2 separate regions of the Triticum aestivum genome follow, and region 2 is linked to region 1. A link is a contact called in public Hi-C data. All regions are on one chromosome and are shown on one strand. The core of a region is the stretch at or near the end of the contact, and the rest is flanking DNA. Distances in the headings are between cores, read along the strand shown.

Evidence for each region. Hi-C and Micro-C count contacts between places; a contact is called where the count stands out from the background.
Region 2: a Hi-C map of leaf shows a contact between it and region 1, with 2.4 times the contacts expected there. The contact joins the enhancer-like site here to the promoter of LOC123184313 in region 1. A contact is called at or near these places in 3 of 5 Hi-C or Micro-C datasets (all in leaf).

The regions. Positions count from the first base shown.
Region 1 is chr2A:17,144,347-17,149,205 of IWGSC CS RefSeq v2.1, forward strand. It overlaps LOC123184313, which reads left to right and starts at 2,959. Exons shown (of 2, transcript XM_044596460.1): 1 at 2,959-3,384; 2 at 4,493-4,859. The coding sequence starts at 3,023.
Region 2 is chr2A:17,251,782-17,256,640 of IWGSC CS RefSeq v2.1, forward strand. No RefSeq gene overlaps it. Among protein-coding and RNA genes, the nearest start is that of LOC123184314, 38 kb to the right of the region's middle. Within about 2 kb of position 2,845, at least 3 of the 8 cell types and tissues checked have an H3K27ac peak or open chromatin away from gene starts, as enhancers often do. A contact at or near this core is called in leaf, where this site is marked.

The sequences.
Region 1 (4,859 bases), core at 1,709-4,208:
TGAGAAGCTGACCAAGATGTGGATAGCTCATGGTTTTGTGGAGAAAGCCCAGTCAGGGTTCTAGCACGGAAGATGTCGCCAGAGGCTACTTCCAAAGTCTGGTGGATCGTTCATTCTTCAGAGAGGAAGGCGGGACTTATGTGATCCATGAGCAGATCCATTGGATGATACGCATGGCCTCTGCCAACAACTGCATCAGCATCTCTGCAACGGTTCGCCACTTGTCGGTTACCAGCGGCTGTCTTGATAAGCTCAAGGAGTACTCCATATATAGGAGTGGGACTCAGCAATCTGCGGACCTTGCTAGTCCTAAAGGATGGTGATCATGATAGTGATCCAGCGCACTTGATCAGTGCCATTGACAAAGATATACTCCTACAAGGCAATGGTGTGAGAGTACTGGATCTGACCGGGACAGACATAATAACTGAACTTCCAGCGAAGATTGGCAAGCTGAAACATGTGAGGTGTACCTAGGCCTTCCTAGCACCATCAGCAGTGATCTCGGTGATCAAGTCAACAAGCTAATGTTTCTCCAGACACTGAGTGTGGGCCGGGGTGACAAAGGGAAAGACAGAAACAGAAGACGAGCAAGGAGGAAGCCGAGCAGGCTCGACTTGGAGTCAAATGGTCCGTCAAGGTCCTAAAGCTTGAATGGCGGCCTCCGAAGTCCGAACACGCAGCAGCCTACTGCTGCCGACCCAACGGTGGCCGTCATCGAAGGCCTCAAGCCACACAGCTATCTAGATGACCTGCGTATCACCAGGTACCCAGGGGAGACGTCGCCTACCTGGCTGGGCGGACTGAAGAAGCTGACCCGCCTGTGCCTCAAGAACTGCAGGAAGCTCAAGGCTCTGCCTGCCCTCGGCGAGCTCCCCTGCCTGGAGCTTTTGGATGTGAAGGAGCTGCCCTGCGTCGAGAGGATCGACGGTGGCTTCTGCGGCGCCGGCGTGTTCCCGGAGCTGAAGAAGCTCGTGCTGGACGACATGCCGAGACTGGTGGCGTGGGATGACATGCCGAAACTGGCGTTCCCTCGGCTCACAGAGGTGAGCATCGTCGACTGCCCGCGGCTGTCCTCCTTGTCGGGCCTCGACTGCTGCACAGGTCTCCTCAACAGGCGCGTCAAGGGGTGCCCGGCTATCACGCCGGAGACCCTGCCAGCAGCTTTTAGTGCCAGTAAGTAAATCTACCTGCAAATTGACTACGGAACTCGCATCTGCTGTCTCGACGCTGGTTAGTTACAGAAATCCGCAGCAGAAACAAAGAAAGAAATCTCCTGTTTGGAGTAATATTGAGAGGGGAGCATCACAGAGGGGGATTTGTGCAAACATGGAATATGCAAGGCGGGCGTTTTTTATACGTATATTCTAGTATAAATGAAAGTGCGATGTTTGGGCTGCGTCTCGTCGCGTGCGTACATTTCCCATCCAACGGTTTATATTGGAGTTTCCGTTGAAGATTGGCTTCCAACAGTGTTTTTTTTTGCGGGGCTAAAGGGAATTTCATTGCTCAGCTTGGAGGGAGATCCTCCATACATAGTTCCGGTGCATTAGCAGGTCCAGATTTTAACCATATGGCAGTCCTAGCTTCTACTCGGCCAAACTCAGCTAGTCTATGCCTAACACAGTTTTGTGTCCTACTAATATGGGCAATTGAACTTTCCCTTTCACCAAGAAGTCTCTTAGCTTCAGAAATCATCATCGCGCGTTGCGATTTATCTTCCTTCATTGATCGGATAGCCTGCACAGCAATCGGGCTGTCCATCTCCACGTCCACAGGCAAAGGAGACCGTTGCATGGCAAAATTTAGGCCTTCGAGACAGGCCGCCAGCTCCGCTTGCAAAGGATCTGCACAGAAGAGAAGGTTTCTGCACGCCGAGAAAATAATTGCTCCACTACTGTCCCTCAAGATCATGCCTGCACCCGCAGCACCAGAGGCGGGGCAGTACGAACCGTCGACGTTCAGTTTAACACGCCCAGGGGCTGGGGCCTGCCACATGCTATCCGGCGCTGGTGCGTTCTCCTGGTGCCTTGCCGGCGCCCCCCTCGCCGCGGGCACAAGCACCATCTTGCCCTTCATGTGATCACCGTCCGGGTCTCGCTGGATAGCAGCCAAAGATGCTTCATAGCTGAGCAGGAACCGGCATGAAGCCTCCACTGGGGGTGGCCTCTTCTCATGGACGATCTCATTCCGAACATGCCATGCGCGCCACAGCACCATAAGGACCCTCATGCGGTCATCAACCTGCAGGGGATACAGCACGTCGAACAGCCACTCGATGCCCGTCGGCCTAACAGAACTGATGCCCGGTAAGCTTCAATGTTTCGCCATGGCTCGCCACATTTCCACGGCACGGGGGCACCTGCAGTTACTTTCTCGTAGTTGAGCCGAGCGCCAAGTAGCACATTATTACTAAATAAAAATTGCGGGGGAAGTAGCACATTACTGGGCCCTGTGTGATTTAATTAGTGGTGGGCATATTTTAGGCTTTTAGCACGTTAGTAGTTTGGATCTGGCTAAAATTATTGTCATCGTGATCCGGTAGAGCAAGAATAGCCCGTTAGTGTTCCCGCAAATGAAGAAAAGAAAGAAAAAGACAGCCAGCTGAGGTACGCAGGAACACATACATTACTGTCATCAGGCGCCGGCGTCCTACCAATCTGACCCTGCGATATGAAAGGGATGGACCGGTGTACGTCAGTACGGACTAGTATATGGCTGATGCGTGCGCCACATCTCTTCCATGGAGAAAAGAAAAAATTAAGTCCTGGACGCCGGCCGGAAGGAGAATGGAGGAAACTACCAGGAAGTATCCCCCTGGCACCGGACGGCGCACGCACCGGCGAATAATCGCTACGCCTTTCCCTTTCGTCGACGTCGACAGCAGCTGAGCAGCGACGGAAGGAAAATGCCAAGACGGACGGCTATAAAACCCACCGCGACGGCGCCACCTCCAACACAAACATATCCCGCTGCCCCTCCCTCCAAAGAAGCCCACGCCGACGGGCGACCACGGCGAACCATGCCAGATGCTCGCTGCAAGCAGTACCTCGACTTGACTTGCAGCCCCAATCATGCGCCGCGTCCTCCTTCCTGTTCATGTGTCTCTCCGCCGATTTGCATAGGCCTCGTCGCTGCGTCCGTGGCCATCCTACTCACCCTCTGGTCCCGTCGGCCCCTTTTCGAGCAGTTGCCAGATGGGGGTGCCGATCAGAACCCGGTGATTGCAGAGGAGGTCGACGAGATCGCCGCCTCCATCCCAGAGGCTCTGGCGCCGTCCCAAGCCGAGGCCTACCTGTCGGACGGCGGCAGCAGCGACGACCAAGACAAAGCAAGCCGGGTGCTTCAACGGACAGTGGTCTTCATCAATGCTGCCATCGACAGGTACGTACTAGTCCCCCAATCTTTTCTACTTACTCTGATTCTCTGCTATTCAGTAGGAGTACTACTGTATGTTACTTCCGTGCCTACCAACAAGGGGTGGTGGAACGGAGACGGAACAAAGGATTGAGAGGTGGGGGGAGGACGAGGGGAGAGATTTCATTGATCAATTTAAGTATGCGAGGGCCGACAACTTATATCAACCTTAAATTAAGTGCGCTGGACGCTTAATTTTGTTTCCCAGAATTTGCTAATTTTCAGTCAACTGACTATTAATTCAGTTTCGATCGAATTTTTTATCCGTCCGATCAAGTGCTATGATTGAATTCCCAATTTGTTTTCCTGTGTAGAATAATATCATTCCCTCCAAGCCTACAATATCCATAGTGTATTTATTTTCTAATGTATGTTTGGTATTAACATTCTCCTCGTAAGCATTCCACACTGTTTTGGGTGTACTGTTTTATTCATGTGGGTTTACTATTTTTTTTTTCTTTTTCCGAGATCACATGGGTTTACTATTCTAGTACTACTGTTGTTAGTCATGTAGTATTCATTACTTGTATTTTTGGTTGGTAGTCCTGTGTAATTGTTATTTATTTGTTACCGATCGGCTGAAAATTAAGAATAAAGGTGAATTCATTTTAAGTCGATTGACAAATCGAAACTAGACTCTAAACTGTAGAGGATGAACTGGACCTTTTTCCTCGCCGCAAAGAGAGAGAAAATTCCAGAGCTTTATTATATAAGGGTAGTGGTTCCAAGAGGGGCACATGACATGAGCCATGTGGATGAAGAATTGACAATTACAGTTGGGAGGAGAAATGAAACTAGAGCAGGTTCTTCTTTTCTTGTTAGACTTGATGCATATAATCAATTGGCACACTAAATATAGGGCATATGACTTATTGCAGTGAGAAAAGAGAAAAATGATGAAATACACCTAAAATATGAGAAATACTCATCAGCATAACTGTTTGCAGTCTGCTAACTATTTACTTATCTCTAGCTCTCTATGCAAAATAATGTAGTACATTTTTTTCCTAGATTGAACCCTAAATTATGTGATTCAAATTATTTTAAATAGTTTGTAACAAGATCCTTTGAACAGATCTGGTGAGGTTGCTGGAATTCTTAACAATATGTTGAATGCTTTGGGTGGAATACTTCTGGACATCCATAGTTGCGACTGCGATGAATTCACCATTCATCCAGCAAATGGTCTTCTTATACAAGCGTTGGCTATTTTCTGTGGTAACACAGATAGGGTGCAGTCAATATTTGCCACCGGGGATTACACCGTCGAACCTTACACTGACATGTTTGATTGTTGGGTATCCAAGCTTGAGGAAGACGCGGAATGGATATGCCAAGGTGAAAAGAGTCGAAAGTTCATATTCCTATTGAATAACACATATAATGTTTGGCAAATGATGCTCTGTCCTGGGGCATCCTTTTCAAATGTAGAATTGGTGAGT
Region 2 (4,859 bases), core at 1,595-4,094, 110 kb after region 1:
GGGGTCCGTTTTTAGGTGTTTTCCAATTTTGGTAAGGTTTATGGCCTACTCATGAAAGCAAGACAACAGGGGTTCTTTGAGGATGGAATAAGGTTAACCCCGCCTGGCCCCCGTCCGGTTGATGTTTTCAACGTCTTTGGAGGGCGTGTGGAGGTTTGTCACTTGCGGATCTCAAGGTATTCGGGCGACGTATGTCTTTGGTGGATCCTCATGGATCCATCATTCGTTCATCTTCATTCGTGTGTCTACAAATTGGATCCTGCTGATCTACTCTGCTCTTCATCAAAGGCGGTTGTTGTTCTGGTCTTCTGGTCTTATGGGGCCTTAACACGACGGTTCCAGTGAGGGAGGGATGATGATGGTGGCCCTCCTTCAGCTCGCTCCAGTGCTTGAAGCCGTCGCTAGGTGGTGTACAAACCTGGATGTAATTTTTTACTTCTGGTGTTCTTTATACTACATTGACAATTGATGAATAGATCGAATGTTTTTTTCGCAAAAAGAAAACAAGTCACACTTCCCTTGTATATTCAGAAGGATAGTTCAGACATAGCCTGAAGAAAGAAAAGGAGACCAGTTGATCCCTATATCCAGTCCTTTTCTCTGTGTTGTTCGGCATCCTCATATCCAGCTCATATATAAGAACATATATGAGGCGGTCTGGACACGACGTCAGATCGGCTCACACTGGCCCACCACGGCCCCATAAGGACCCCACCCTTTGCCCATCGTGGACCAAACTTTAGCGAACTTTCTTGGCTGGTTCGTTCCTAGCCCTTTCCCCATCCTCTCCCATCCCCTCGCCGTCGTACGTTGCCACTATTTTCAAATTTGGTAGCCACTCCTCCTCAGAAGCCGCACCCGTTGACTGGGGCGTCCTTGCTGTGGAGCCGAAGGAGGAGTTAGTCATCCGCGCCGCCCTCCTCCGGTCACGGATGAAAGGTGCAGAAGCTTGAGCTCCACTCTCTTACTGGTACGTCGAGGCTCCTCAAACTCCGTGGCTGACCGCGTGAACTCGTAGTAGTGCACGCTCGCCCCGGTGGCCCGACAGGGTTCTCTCTCTCTCTCCCTCCCTCCCTCCCTCCCTCCCTCTCTCTCTCTCTCTCTCTCTCTCTCTCTCTCTCTCTCTCTCTCTCTCTCTCCCCGGTTTGAACAAGTTCTATGGTAAGATATGATAGACACTACCACATGCTACTCTATGAGATATAGGGTGTATTAACACCCCGTAGTAGGATATACATAATACTACACCTAAGATTTTTCAAAACAGGTTACATGAAAAACAATTGCAAGTGACTTCATAGATTTTAGTATATTTCAAAAATACCTTTATATTTTTTTGTTCAAAAAAATACCTTCATATTTATACATATAAAGAAATATACTACACAAATGGTATATATAGGAAAAATACATCCTACCAACTGGTGGTAGTTACCCTCATGTCTCATATACTATCATGTGGTAGCATACATACTACTGTAACACTGTAAGTATGTTCATATACTATGTATAAGATATTTCAAAGTGAGTTACAGGAAAAAATTACAGGTTGGCCCATGATTTTTATTGTATTTATGAAATACATACATATTATACGTAAAAAAAAGTATACTCAAAATACGATGTATGTTACCTAAGAAGTAGAATATGACAAATCCATCTCTGCACCCGAGCTCATCTGCACCCGCGCTGACAAAAAATCAAAACAAATAGTAGAAAAATTCAAAAAAATCCAAATTCTTTTTGTGCGCTAGACAATTTGATGCGTGAGGTCCGCTCCAATTTTCAAATCATTTGGACATCTTAGGAGCTCTCAGCAAAAAAAATAGTGATCTGTAAAAATATTTACTATTCATGTATTGTTTTGGGCCGATTTGTCTTTTTTGCCGAGAGCTGCTCAGATCTCCAAATGAATTGAAATTTGGAACGGGCCTCACGCATCAAATATTCTACCGCACAATTTTTTTGGAATTTTTTGTTTTTGTTTTGAATTTTTTACGAATTTTTTTCTGACCGGGTGCAGATGAGTGTAAGCAACAAAACACCCTACTCGCAGTATATATAGTACCTAAACATTCTTATATATTACATATTATGCGTACATACTTTTTGATTTGATAAATAGTAGTACACATATGAAACTCAAGTGATAGTAAATATTACTGGATAGTAGGAAACATGACAACCGTTTGGCGCACCTAGGAGCCCAGGCTCCCTACTTAGATGCCCAAAACCATTTACCTATATATACTACTAGCAAGATGCCCCAAACCATGCAAAAAAATGTTCACGAATTTAAAAACATGTTAAGTTCACGAATACAAAAATATTAAATAAATTTTAAGTAAATAAGAGCTGAAAATTGTTCAGGAATTCTTAAAAGTTCATGAATTCGGAAATTTTCTACGGGTTAAAATATAAAAATTATTAATGAATACAAAAAAGGTCATCTTGAAAAATGTTTATAAGTTTGAGGAATGTTCATAATTTTGAAGCTGTGAATTTAATAAATGTTCGTGGATTCAAAAGAACACAAGTTTTTTTTCGAATTTGAAAAGTCACGAGTTTAATAAAGTCATAAATTCGAAACATGTTTACTAATTAAATGAAAAATAATATAAAAATATAAAAGAAACTCAAAAAATAGATGTAGAATAATAGGAAGAAAAACCTTCTAAAACCTTAATGATTCCTAAAATAGGCGCCCGCGGTATACTGTGACTAATTTACGTTTCCAAACCAAAGCTGCTCATTTTAACCAGCTTTACGAGCCAAGGGCCTATCATCAGCCGGACAGAGCGCATTTGCCATGGCCCAGTCCGTGAAAACCCGCCAAGGCCGCATCACCATCTCGGGACTTCCTATTCTGCGCCTTCAGCGCCACGGGCACTGGCGACAGCATCTGCTGGGCCGGCCATGAACGCGCATCACAGCGCTAAAAAACAACCGAGAAAATGGTTATTCACGAGGAATCAATCACGGACCTTTTAAGAAACAATAGTAGACCGGCTATTTATTGCACAAAACGTGTTTTTTCTTAAAACAAATGTGGAAAGAAAAATTAATAATTCACAGATTTCAAAACAAAGTTCACGAACATGCAAAAAAGTTCAAATATTTTAAAAACACAAATTCGAAAACAATTCTTGAATTTGAAAAAATGGTAAAATAGTGAGTTTGCAAAAAAGTTCATTGATTTGAAAATTTTCATTGATCGTGAAAAGAAATTGATCAATTCTGAAAAAAAATCACAAATTTTAAAATGTTCACCAAGTTTTTTTTTTTAAATCATCAATTTTAGAAAAAGTTCATCAAATTTTTAAAAAATCATAGATTGTGAAAAAAAATTATTCAATTATGGAAAAAGTTCACAAATTTTAAAAAAATTATTGATTAGGAAAAAATTCACAAATTTGAAAAAGCTCATTGATTTTATAAAAAGTTAGAGAAAAAGGAAAAAGGGAAAAAAGAAAAAGAAAAGGGAAAGGGAAAATACCATTGGGGAATCAATGCAGTTTTAGTGGCGTCTTGGGCAAACTCCTCACGAAGATCGAGGTGAATAATGACCTGAAATTTGAGGCCAAGCCTCCCCTGTTGCGTTGTTGAGGATGAGCTGGTCGCGGCTGCGTTGAAGTCAAGGAGTGGCTTGGTGTTGGAGACGACGATGTTGCTATTGGTGGCGCTACTGCCGATGAGCGTGAGCCACATGTCTTTGGGGATTGCCGAGGGTTGGTTGTCCAAGCCCAGAGGTTGCGGCACAACGTGTCTTCCTTTTGCTTCTTTTGCTTCATGTCTGCGCCAAAGCAGTGTGTGACAGCCGCCCCGCCGATCAACTTGGCCACGCTCTCCTCATTCCATGCATTGAGCGGCATGTTCTCCAAACAAAGATGCACATGGTGGTGAAGCTGCACCACGTTGTCATGGTGATGGCTCTATATTTTATGCATTTTTAGCACATTTGTTGCATGTTCTCTTCATATATCATGTCCCATTAAACCAAATAGTTGTCCATTTATGCATGATTACCGGTATTTGCACTGTCTCTTCACTCTTGTGAGCATTGCACGTTTAGTATGTTATTTGTTTTTTATTAGTTTTCTTTATTTTCTTGTGTCTATGGGTGTTTTGGAGCAACCTAGGATCAAACACGATGAAATAATCAAGGATAGGTTCAATATGCCGTTTCGGAGAGTGAAAAAGTCATTTTTTTTCAAAGTGCTTAAAACCAAGATCTAAAACCAGAAATGGATCGGCGTCGTTCATACGAATCCAACGAGGCAAAGAACGTCAAATTCTGAGTTTGTTTAAAGAAATGGCGGCCGATTTGCCGAAAAGGACTAGAGCAAAAGGCGGCGTACCAAACAACCATGATTGGTCGTATGGAAGGAAATCAAGCGTGAAAGTTACCTCTCCATACGGGATTCCTCATCAATTTCACCCCGGTTTGTTCCCACGAGATCCTTGGACAATAAGGAAGCTTTTGGGAGAGGAGAATGCTCATCTGGAGCCTTTGTATGCATCTCATCAATGGAGGAGACCGAGGATGCACCCTATATATCACCTCCAATCCTAGCCGCCGTCTTCAACATCCGCATTCATCACCAACCCATCCAAGTTCATCTCCATTGCTGCTCCATCACCACCATAGAGGAAGGAACAAGACCAAAGGGAAGAAGAGGAGGCTCCACCACCGTGAGCACCGGCCTTTGGGCCAGTGCCATCTCCACGGCGTCGGCGGCGCCGCCGACATCTCCACCATCGTCGGCGCCATCATCACCATTACCACCATGCCTTGTCCCATCGGCGGCTCAATGTCGACTTGTAACTTGACCCTCTCCTTTATGTTTAAGTAGTTATAT